2 separate regions of the Xenopus laevis genome follow, and region 1 is linked to region 2. The links are chromatin contacts, called in public Hi-C maps. All regions are on one chromosome and are shown on one strand. Each heading gives the region's core, a stretch centred on a gene start, on an enhancer-like site or on the middle of the called end of the contact. The rest is flanking DNA. Distances are from core to core; before and after follow the strand shown.

Evidence for each region. A called contact is a pair of places that touch in the nucleus more often than the background predicts.
Region 1: a contact with region 2 is called in a Hi-C map of the XTC cell line, with 1.9 times the contacts expected there. The contact joins the enhancer-like site here to the promoter of LOC108711365 in region 2. A contact is called at or near these places in 2 of 4 Hi-C or Micro-C datasets (the XL177 cell line and the XTC cell line).

What each region holds. Positions count from the first base shown.
Region 1 is chr3L:105,173,129-105,179,208 of Xenopus_laevis_v10.1, forward strand. The region is part of intron 2 of LOC108711366 (a long non-coding RNA gene); the gene reads left to right. Among protein-coding and RNA genes, the nearest start is that of LOC108711364, 11 kb to the left of the region's middle. Within about 2 kb of position 3,738, at least 1 of the 7 cell types and tissues checked has an H3K27ac peak or open chromatin away from gene starts, as enhancers often do.
Region 2 is chr3L:105,109,987-105,116,469 of Xenopus_laevis_v10.1, forward strand. LOC108711365 (DNA-directed RNA polymerase II subunit GRINL1A) reads right to left here and starts at 5,163. Exons shown (of 4, transcript XM_018253031.2): 1 at 4,834-5,163; 2 at 3,060-3,623; 3 at 85-295. The coding sequence starts at 4,919. LOC108711366 (a long non-coding RNA gene) reads left to right here and starts at 5,318. Exons shown (of 4, transcript XR_001934884.2): 1 at 5,318-5,514.

The DNA.
Region 1 (6,080 bases), core at 2,488-4,987, 62 kb after region 2:
CTTTTTTTTTACAAATAAATTAGCACATTGAATATATAAGCATATATACAATATTCATATATAAAGTGCTCCCTCTAGAGCCAGTGGCCTACAACTAAAAGAGTGGGCAAATGAATACAAACATTAATAAAGGTACCCAAAAAGGCCCATGTTACTCTTCACTACAAAGGAAAAGCTTATAACAACCTACGTGATCCCTCTGATCAGTACCCTGAGCCAAGTTCTGTTGTAAAACTGCTCGATGTTCATATCTCGAGATTCCTCTGAAAGTGAGGTGAGCATGACCCTCCACTGAGGGAAATAATGTCGATATATTACTTCTTCCTGTACAGCAAAGGATTATGAAGCTGTAGTGCCACTTGCCCTGACTACAAGTTCAAGGATTAAAAGGTTAAAAATGTTGAAAAAAGTACACAAAATAATCTCCAGGGACTTGGCTTTGACAAAAGCCACACACTTTTCCATAGTTCAGCCTTACAACGGACACTTAAGGGCTTTATATATATCAGGGGAATCCCAGAACAGGTGGTGCTAATATAGCCCCTAATATATTTAGATACAATTAACACTAATACTAAAACCTGAAAATGGTGTCCGAGGCACCAAAACCCTGAACTAGCTGCTGGAAAGGAGAATGGTGAGCCAGTAACAACTTGAATACAATCACAGATCATAGATCACCATTAGATAAAATTAATTATTGTACAACTATTACATCTGCTCGTTTCGTGCCTCTCTGGGGCTGGTGTCAACCTTTTCCGAGCTTTTCCCCGGATTGTCAAACTTGCTGCCTGTCCTTCATCTCTTGTCTGTTCATTGATTTATTTTCTTTCACAAAAGGGAGTCGAGTAACCCATAGGGAACCTGCTAACATGTAAAAGATCAAGATTTTCAGTGTTATCTAATGGCAGTAATGTATTGTATTCATTTTATTGGTTGAGTCCCATAAATAAATGACCTAAACATTGATGGTTTAGTCTCCATTAATTATTTTTCTTTTAGCCACATATAAGCAATGTACAGTATAGAATATTAAAATAGCTTTGTCTTGCATTTCTTATTCATTTGGCCAGTCTCTGTTGACTTTTTCCTGTCTTTATATTTATGGAATTTATTTGTACATTATGCACCAGGCTAAGTAAAATCTCTGTCGTGAATATGAAAGGACCACCATGCCAGTGGCATAGATTCTTCAGTTCTGTTCTTTTTGATCTATACAATATTTCGTTTCAACATACATTGAGCAAGATCAAAATGACCAAAGACTTACAGGGTCAAACTAGGTTTATGACATCATTTTTATACTTTTTTTCTATTTACATTAGTAATGTGACTTTAGGACGGAGGGGAGTAATAAGGATTTGCTGTTTGCATTTTTGTCTTTTTATTATTGGGAAGGCAGGTTCTTAGGCTTATCATTATTATTAGTTCTATTGGAATGCAATTCACACCATTCCAAACTTGGTATAGTACAGGTGTTACTATCATTAGAGATGAACAAATAGTTTCATTAACATTTAGATTATGTATGAGTCATGGGGATTATATTGTGTTTAAGCATTTGCTTGGATTTGAGCTCATTTAAGATTGCTTTAATGGAAGATGAGGTGATTTATTAAGAATTTTTGTTCTTATTCTTTTGAAGTGTATTTGATGAGAGTTTGCTAATTAGTTCAGAAAATGAAAAGGTGTAGAAAGTTTTATAATGCACTGCATCTGTATAAGAATGGTATAAAAAGAGACTTTCTATTCAGAACCACAAAGTCATTATATAGTGATTATCCATTAGGGACTGATATTGTTACACCAGTGGAAGCTATAGACCATCTTGTCTGTCCGTTAATTGCTTACCTCTAGATAGACCCACCACATCTGCATGAAACGTATTCCATGTATTTCTTGAAAGTGGTATTTTCTTGTGTAATTGTATAATTCATTCTGTGCTGCCTAGCTTTTAGCCATATTCTGCTGCCACAAACTTCCCTTCTAAATAGAGACAGCTGGGAGGTATGGAACATCTTACCTATACCCAGTAACTAATATAGCCATAGTTTGCAAGGGGAGCTCAGACACTAAGAATGCTCTAGCACAGGGGTCCCCAACCTTTTTTTTTTACCAGTGAGCCAAATTCAAATATAAAAAGAGTTGGGGAGCAACACAAGCATGAAAAAGTTCCTTGGGGTGCCTAATAAGGGCTGTGATTGGATATTTAGTAGCCCCTATGTGTACTGGCAGCCTACAGGAGGCTCTGCTTGGCACTATACTTAGTTTTTATGCAATTAAATCTAACTTCCAAGCCTGGAATTAAAAAATAAGCACCTGCTTTGAGGGCCCTGAGAGCAACATCCAAGGGGTTGGAGAGCAACATGTTGCTCACAAGCTACTGGTTCGGGATCACTGCTCTAGCAGAATTAAGTGTTTTGAATACAAAAAAAGAATTATTACATGTACATCTAAAGACATTTATGATATAGACAATTAGCAATGTTACTCCATTCTGCACTTTGGGTACAGAACCAACCAATACTACAGATTTCTCCATTAAGGTCTAAAACCAACTGCAATATGATGAGCAGCCATTAAAAGGGTTGTGTTTGCAAGCCTATTATTAACATCAGCTATTCAAATATTTGTATTTATAGATTGGGTTTCAGTCTCTACTTACATTCATTATGATCTAGTTAATCTACACACCATGCTGGATTTAGTAGCAGATAATTAGATGTAATAGCGAGTCACCCAGCCAAAACAAATATGTTGATGTTATTATGCAAGGGATATATTATAGTGTGACGACATCACAAAAAAGATGGATGAGACAAATTTAGAGCTACGGATACAGATTTCCAAGCCATGTGTTTTTCTGGGACTGCCCAGTTCCAAATTATGGGAAGGCAATCTCCCATAGAGTCCATTCTAAAAATAATTCTAATTTTTTTTTTTTAAATTATTTCCTTTTTCTATGTAACAATAAACTAACTAAGCTGCATGAATTCATATTCATGGCAAAACAATCCAATTTGGGATTATTAAATGATTAAATCATTTTTGGCAGACTTATTGTGACAAAATTACAGAAACATTGTAACCCCCCAGTCCACAAAGATTCCAAATAATAGATCATGTACTTGTAGTAAATTCCATCACACTTCCATTAATTGCAAATAGTTGCAAATACCAACAAGACCCTTTAGACTGGTTATTAAATATGCCCTAAATCTGCATTCCTTATTAAGGATTCTTGATGGGAAAGTAGCACTAATAATCAGGTTACTGCGAATGATTTCTTACAAGGACTGTTGCACCTTTAGGGCATCAAAGGTTACATGATGTCTGCAGGGCTCTGTATTGTATACCAAGTTGTATCTAGCCATCTAGCTGATTCACTAACTAAGATAATAATTGTGACAAACTTTTAGAACATTAATGAAGGCATTATGAACAGTTCTGTTGTGTATATTTTACATGTACATAGCACCAAACATTCGCACTAGGCTGCTGAGGTACCCTACAGGGATACAGTACATTCAGTACCTATATCCCTCATCTGTGATAACCTGTTTTGATCAGAGTACCATGAACAGGGTTGGACTGGGCTGGTGGAACACCAGGAAAAACCCTGGTAGGCCCCATCCCTCATGGGCCCTGCTGACCCAGACCCACTCCTGCTGTGCTGTCCCCTGACACCTCGCAGGCCCCCCGATCGCAGCAGCAAATAGTGAAAAACAGGCACACAACCAGGTACACTCTGGGTGAGAGACGGGGAGGAGGAAAGTTGTGGCCCCGGGTAAACTTCATGGCTCTGGGGGTTCAGTACCCCCTAATGCAACAGCCCTGGTGGGCCATGGACCCCCCCAGTCCAACGATGACCATGGATCACCCTGGATGGGGTAAATTGTAGGAAAAAGGTGCATGCAAGGGTGATTCTTAGAAACCCAGACACACAAGTAAAGATAAGAGACCAATCTGTCCAGGCCATAGCAAAATAAATGCAAACCCAGCCAGGTTATTAATACATCATTGAAATTCCTACAACCAAGCCAGAATTTTTGAGTGTGTGTGTCTGTTTGGCTCTGAGAAAGAGAACGTCAGCCTTATACTTATAAGTATGGTGAGAATCATAGTTCAGAAGTTCCCCTGTCTACTGACTAGCCCAGCTGTATAACCCACTTTGATTTAAGACATTTTTAATTAAATGAATGTATGTATAGGAGAAGGAAAAGAGGTTTCCCATCAATGTCATCCCTGTGAGTGTCCAGTTAACTGCACTGCTCTTTGATGTATATACTGATAGCCTGGGCATGCCTGAGCAGCACTGTCACCCGTGCGCTAACACAAAAGGGCGTCATTCTCCCTGCAACTGCCATTTCCTGGCACAGGTTCATGTATTATGTGCAGAGTTTAATGTTCAGAAGACAAAGCAGCGTGGAGCAACTGAAAACGATTACTGTTTTTCTGGGAACAGCTTTGTTATTGAGGGGAAATTGTCAGGAAAGCGAGATCTAGATTCAGATAGTCAGGAAGGAAAACCTACAAGCAAAGTGTTTGGGGATTTGGCAGGATGGAGAGTCCATTACTGATATGTTCATTCATTTCAGGTTCAGTGCAATATTTTCATACAACAGATATTTTTTAATGAACAAAGTGGATTTTCTTCTGCCTTGGAAGCACAAAGACAAGTGTTATTCCGTCTGTACTGCACAATATACATGGGGTAAATAATTGGGGTTATAAGTGTGCCGTAAAAATGGGGGCTGTGGCACTTAAAGGTAAATGCACTTTTAGTATAACTCAGACAGTGATATTTGAATTGATGATTGGTCAGATCCCATATAAGCTAAGACATGACTCCTATCAGCTATATGCATTTTAAATTGAAATTTTAAAAGGCAGGTAATTATAAGAACCATACAAATAAAGACCAATAAGAAAATTGCTAAGAACAGACCATTATATAATATGCTAAAAGTTCATCTAAAAGTAAAAATACCCCTTTAATATATGAAGAATAAAACACTCTGCAACCATGCAGTTGATATGTTAATAAAATAGATTATGTGCCTATACAATGTGCCTAAGGGAATTTTTCAGAACATTATATATTGTGTTTCTAAACTCCAGGGTCAGACTAGGCTGGTGGGACACTGGGTTAAAACTTGGTGGGCCCTGCCAACCCAGATCTGCACCCTTCTGAGACCCCACGCTGTCCTCGATTCCTATGATCGGATCTTTGTGTCTATGGCCAGTTTAACCCAGGTGTATGTACCAGATTTCTTTTTATTGACCTACCTAAATCGAAGGTAAAAAACATGAGCAGTTGTGCAGGCTGCACTTTAGTCTTCTCTGCTGCCATCTTGTGGCTGTTTTTCTATGAACAGCTAAATATTCCAATTCCGTCTTTAGACCAAGGTCTCACAATTTATGTAACATTTAGATATTGAGGGTGGTGAGAATTTTGCAAACCGTACAGTGGCTCTGTTTTTTGCATCTTTTCTTCCAGCTCATATTCTGACAGCAAATATTGGACTGTTAATATAGCAGATTGGTTTGTCTGTGATGACTGTAAATAGAAATCAGTAGCACAGTCCAGATTATCCTTTCTTCCTTTCACACCATCACACATCTGGTAACCAAGGATGAGGCCCATAACACAGGCAACACATTCGTATCACATTTATGCACTGCACTGACTGGAAAATAAAAGATTTAAGGTTAAAACACCTTCCTTCTCTATTGTGTAACAATAAACAGAATAAAACATACACTCCACAAAAAGGGGGAAGTGTTTGAGATCAGTTGTATAGTGCTTGCCAGGGCTTGTCCCATACCAAGGGGCACACACAGGATCAAGTGCAACACAATCAATAATAAAACCATGCTACAGACAAATATCAACAAACATGAGTCCATATCTGACACCAGTTATGTTCCACTAATGTTTATCAGTAAAATAATTAATACACTTAATTGCATGTGCTAAATACTATTCTATAATTGGTATCACTGAGAGCTGGTGGGATGAAACCTGTGACTGGGCTGTCAATTTAAATGGCTATAATTGAAGAGGACACTCGCACACC
Region 2 (6,483 bases), core at 3,913-6,412:
GTTCTCAAACCAAGTTTAGAATCGTCCATACTATATCAAACATTTCATCTTGGGAAAAGTTCCAATCATACATCAAACACTTACCTCATAAGTCTTATTCTGTGCTAACTGGAGAGCTATGGACTCCTCTAATGGCAGTAACTGGGCAGGGGCATGATGAAGAGGTGGAAAACTTGCAGCTGTGATATCATTTAAGTGTTTCTTATCCTGTGCTCTTCTCTCTTCAGCAGAAATTGTAAGTCCCCTTCCTCCTGGTGACTGGCTAGCAGAGGAACTATTTGAACCTGATGGAAACCTGTAACATGAATCAGGAATTAATGTCTTGTAATCAGTTTTAATGAATGAAGGTGCAAAAAAAAAAAAAAATCTGATTTGGTGCAAATATAACAAATATGATGTCACATAAAATACTTTTAACAATCCACCTTGTTTTTAATTACGTAAGCACATACAGTGTTGTGTAGCATTTTTTACAGAGCAAAGGACAAGCTTCTCTTCTGCCTGGCATATCATCTGTAATGTTCCTATGCACCAGCATTTGTTATTTGTAAGAAATGCCACTCTGTTAAGAAATGACCAGAGTAAATATAAAGATCACAAACTTCAAAGAATATGTATGTTTATGCTTAATACACATGAAATCTTTTTATCTCTGATGCAAAGAGAATTTTTTGCACTAGAGCAAATAGCAACAGAAAGGTTGATTGATATTTGCTGCCTTATGGTTTTTATCCGCAGGATGCACGTTTACGTTGGTCCTTCTGGGTAGACCCGTAGGGCAGATAGAAATCGTGTGATGCACTGCATAAGGATATAGCACGAACATATATAAATACACTTAAATGTATTAAAGGAATTGTTCAGTGTAAAAATAAAAACTGGGTAAATAGGCTGTGCAAAATAAAAAATGTTTCTAAAATAGTTAGTTAGGCAAAAATGTAATGTATAAAGGCTGGAGTGACTGGATGTCTAACATAATAGCCAGAACACCATTTCCTGCTTTTCAGCTCTCTTGGTTTACACTGACTGTTTACCCTGGTTACCAGGCAGTAACCAATCAGAGACTTGAGGGGGGCCACATGGGTCATATCTGTTGCTTTTGAATCTGAGCTGAATGCTGAGGATCAATTGCAAACTCACTGAACAGATATGTACCATGTGGCCCCCTTCAAGTTGCTGACTAACTCAGAGTTAAAAAGCTGAAAAGCAGGAAGTAGTGTTCTGGCTATTATGTTTGACATGCAGTCACTCCAGCCTTTATAGATGAAATTTTTGGCTAACTAACTATATTAGAAACATTTTTTATTTTGCACAGCCTATTTACCCAGTTTTTACTTTCACACTGAACTGTTCCTTTAAAGTACAATTTCAGGATTGGTTTATAACCCCACAAGAGCTATATTTTCAGTCCAGTGCCACCTTAAAGGGATCCTGTCATCGGAAAACATGTTTTTTTCAAAACGCATCAGTTAATAGTGCTGCTGCAGCAGAATTCTGCACTGAAATCCATTTCTCAAAAGAGCAAACAGATGTTTTTATATTCAATTTTGAAATCTGACATGGGGCTAGACATTTTGTCAATTTCCCAGCTGCCCCTGGTCATGTGACTTGTGCCTGCACTTTAGGAGAGAAATGCTTTCTGGCAGGCTGCTGTTTTTCCTTCTCAATGTAACTGAATGTGTCTCAGTGGGACATGGGTTTTTACTATTGAGTGTTGTTCTTAGATCTACCAGGCAGCTTTTATCTTGTGTTAGGGAGCTGTTAACTGGTTACCTTCCCATTGTTCTTTTGTTTGGCTGCTGGGGTGGAAAAGGGAGGGGGTGATATCACTCCAACTTGCAGTACAGCAGTAAAGAGTGATTGAAGTTTATCAGAGCACAAGTCACATGACCTGGGGCAGCTGGGAAATTGACAATATGTCTAGCCCCATGTCAGATTTCAAAATTGAATATAAAAAAATCTGTTTGCTCTTTTGAGAAATGGATTTCAGTGCAGAATTCTGCTGGAGCAGCACTATTAACTGATTCATTTTGAAAAAAAGATTTTTTCCCATGACAGTATCCCTTTAAGCATAACCCCTCCAATTCCATCCCCTACACATATGCAGTACAGACTGTGCAAGAGCTGATCAAGGACAACAAAGGTACAGCCCCCCTGCTGCTCAAAGAAGAGCAGTGGCCTAAAATCATGTAAATTCACAATACTACAAATCTTAGTCCAAGTCTGTGATCTAGTAAGCATGGCAAGATACTACCTTGCTGTGATTTAAGCTACCTGGGCCAGTGTACTTTTTCCAACAGGAGCACCAGCCCTGGGAGTGGGAATAAACCTATCAATTCTACAAAAAATTTAATCAGTTTTCCATACTGCAAGGATTTATTCCATCACATAATGAGTTGTCGGAAAAATGATTATTCAGAGAGGTGTTAAAGCCCAATTGTAATGCTGAGCTATAACATCACAATTGCCCTGCTTTCCTGCATGGATGCAAAAAAAACTTCCCAGGGGGGGGGTTAGCAGTTGCCATGATTGGCTGCTTGATTTCCTCTGTTCTCTGAAAGTGATCGTACATGCACACTTGAAGCCAATATGTTCCTTGTGTGAAGTGGGCATCGCCCTGGTTGCCAATTATGACAGTGAGCAGAGGAAACAGAAGTCAAAAAGTCAGTCACCCCACTGTGCCTCTCTGCTTTTAAAGGAGAACTAAACCCAAAAGATGAATATGGCTAAAAATGCCATATTTTATTGCCATTTTTAATAGCAGCAATGGTCCAGGACTTCAAACTTGTCACAGGGGGGTCACCATCTTTTACAAAATGTCTGCAACACTCACATGCTCAGTGGGCTCTGAGCAGCTGTTGAGAAGCTGAGCTTAAGGTTAAAGTTTACCTTTCATTCTCATTTAATAAATGTGAAAAAAATTCTAAACACTGTGAAGCAGTTTTAATAAAATACATATGCCCCATACATTTTAAAGTCAAACAAGTTTTACTTTTACCAACATGCGCACACACAAGGCAGAGATTAATTAAATGTTAACTATGAGTTTTTTTACTTACCTGCTGGGCATGTATTTTTCCTTTTTTTTAATTGGCCTATGTGCTCTGTTTTCTAGTACTTCAACATAGTGAAGTTTTGTCTTTGCTGCATTTAAAAAGGGTGGATTTATTCCCTGCATAGATGATGTTGTTGGTGGTGCACTCCGGTTTGTTTCTTCCACACCATCTTTAATATGAATGTTCTTTAAATCATTAGCCAATGTGTCAGCATTGAAGGTAAGATCATCTTTGTGGTCTGCAGTTATTTCAGTCTTAATAGAGTAAGATCTAGAAGGTTCTTCAGTGGGATTTTGTGGACCAGCAACAATATTTATATTTTGAGAAGAGCTGAGCGTTTCTTCAGCTAAATGAGTGTTAAGTGCCCAAGTTTTTAAAGGTGAACCCACTTCCACTTTTTCACTGGTCTTATTTTCCCTGGTTTGAGCTGCTTGGAAGTCCCCTTTGAATGCAGCTATAAGATCTCCTGTTCTTTTCAACGCCTGACTCTCTGCAATAGCAAGTCGCACTTTTTCAGTAAACTCCAAAATTTTTTTTCCTTTGTCAGGCAGTCGGGCAAGAAACTTCCTAAATTAAAAAGAGAGTTTTTAATAGTTATGAACAGTGAATTATAAACAGGGTAGAACCTATAAGCAAATTTTGGTTGCTGCACTAATCCATAGCAGGAAGTACAGGATGACTGGGATATGGGGCAAAGTGATTAAAACAGGGTCTAGAAGTGAAAATAGAATAAGTGTTACTGGGGATAAAAGGACTGGACATAAAAAATACTGTAAGAATGGGAGACCAACATTTGAACATGTGAAAGCTGGAGAAATGTAAAAAGGAACGTAACAAGAAGGTTGAATACAAACAGTTGGTAACTCAAAATCAACTGCGAGAACCACTGGTTCAGGATACATTAGGCTGCAGAACTCCAAAAAGAAAACTTTGTATTAACTAGCACAGCATAGATCTGCTCAATAAGTTTTGAAAATGAGCTTTCACTTTTCAATAACTTTCCCCCAAATGCACAGTAGTTAGCATTGCTGTCTGCTTCTCTGGGTGCCTTGGTATGATTGCAGCCAAAGTACAGTCTCAGTGGAATTTCTCTATTCTTTTCCTTTTGCGTTCTGTTTCTAGCTATTTATACAAACAACAAACCAGCAGTTGTATTCATTTTCTGGTGACATTGATGGTGCTTTGTGCTAGCCGTTTGCTTAATAAGCGTCATTTCCCATGTAGGGTCTGTGCTGCTCATGGTCACCCATTGACAAACTACTACTACAAAAATAAAAACAAAACAAATCCACTTTTTTATCGGTATAGAATAAGGAAGCATTGTTTTAGAACATTAAAGACTTTCCAATCTTTTTGTAAAAACGGGAAACAGTCTAGATCAGTTAAAAACCTTGCTGGTGATACAGAATGTGCTGTAATTAAAGGGAGCCTGGACATCATTGGTCTTTGCAGCAGCCCTGAGCCTCATTTCAGGGTTTCCCTGTCAGTATCAGAGGCAAGAAGTGAAAGGTCCAGCATGGCATATAATGGCATATAATAAGTAGCTGTTGTTTACTTGTGCCACACCATTTATCCAGTGAGACGCAGTGTGGGTGAATGTACAGCACCGTGCCCTTTATTCCTTACTACCCCTATGCAGCCAATGAATGGAGTGTTATCCAGTGTGGGGGGAAGTGCTCGCTAGCAAATGAGTGAGTGCAAAGGTAACTGGCTCCATGTAACCATGAGAGCGCACAGTAGGACTAGGACTTGAGCTCATGCACACACCGCTATTTACCTGTTATTCACGAGCTTCTCTTGTCTCTCTAGGATCTCCAGCAGTTGTTCCACACTCTTCCCCTTCAGATCATTGCCACTCGACATCCCCCTGCTTAAATACACTGATAAAATACCCAGGGACAATTCCCGTGATAAAGGGCCTGTTCCGGGATTATATTTTTACAAGAAGCGCTGACTAAAAGCACCAGCAGAGCGCCGCCATGTTAATTGCCGATGCGCCTGCGCGTGACGTCAATACGTGTTTGCGTGTAGCTAAAGGCTCGGCTGAAGGCGTTTCTGGGTTGTTTTTCTGCAAGTTGCTAGGTGCTTGCCTGCTGGAGTCGGTGCAGTGAGGGGAATGGCAGATACGGCGAGTAGTGGGTGTTAGATATTGCTTTAGCGAGTATACAGCAGCTGTATTCTGTTTGTGGGTGGGTATACGGAACGCATTTTAGGTAGGGTTGCCACCTTTTAAAACAAAAAAAAATACCGGCCATGGTGGGGGGGGCGTAAAAGAAAGGGGCGGGGCGTAAAGCGAAAAGGGGTGGAGCCTATGCGAGGTGCGCCGCGAAAAGGGGCGGAGCCTATGCGGGGCGCGACGAAAGAGGCGGAGCCATGGGGCGTGGCGTCACTAAAGGGGCGGGTCATGTGGAGTACTGCTGCAAAGGGGGCGGGGCCACCGCTCGAAGCCAACGAAAATGTAAGTTTTCATCGGGCGGGCAGGGGATTTTGTAAATGGTATTACAAATTAGCAGCAGCTACATTGCCTGTAAATTTGTAATACCGGCCCCAGCAGGTGTTTTACCGGCAAGGCCGGTAAAATACCGGCCGGGTGGCAACCCTAATTTTAGGACATCCTGCAGCGAAATAGCTGTCCTTCATGCGATGTCCTATGCCTTCGAAATGGCGCATCGGTTGCTTTTATCGTCACTCATCGTCCAAATCTGCAATCACACCTCCGTCCTCTACCCTACCTTCTCAGCCATCACTCATACGAACTCCTTCCGCCCACCCTGCTCAGCCTGTACCCCAGGTCTGGACTGAGAATTAAAATAGGCCCTGGCATTTCAGATACACAGAGGCCCAATCAGCCCCCCCAGCCCACTAAATAGTGACTTTCTATGGCACCTTATAGCAGCCCCTCTGGCATTTGCCAGAACCCGCAGATTGCCAGTCCGGCCTGCTCCACCCTCTTTCCTCAGCACTCCCCCCTCAGATCTCTCTTTTCAGCCGACAGTTTTATTTTAAGTTTCTAAAGTGAACAAGGGCGGAAGGAAGAGGGCTGAGGGCGGAGTTCGTATGAGTGATGGCTGAGAAGGGAGGGTAGAGGACGGAGGTGTGATTGCCGTTGTTGCACGAATAAAAAGTTTTTTTCACATATCGGAGTGCTGCTGCAATTGTTTATCCACGTGCAGATTTTGACGATGAGTGACGGTAAAAGCAACCGATTCGACATTCCGAAGGCATAGGAGATTGCATGCAGGACAGGTATTTTTGCTGCTGGATGTCCTAAAATGCGTTCCATATGGGTATGGTCATAGAGATTGGTGCTTGGTACTAGGGTTGTTGCCAGGTATAATTTTCAAAACCAGCCAAAGACGGCTACAAAACAAGCCCAAAACTAACCAAGAGGCACTTCAAATGTAACCGACAAATAGCACAATATGTG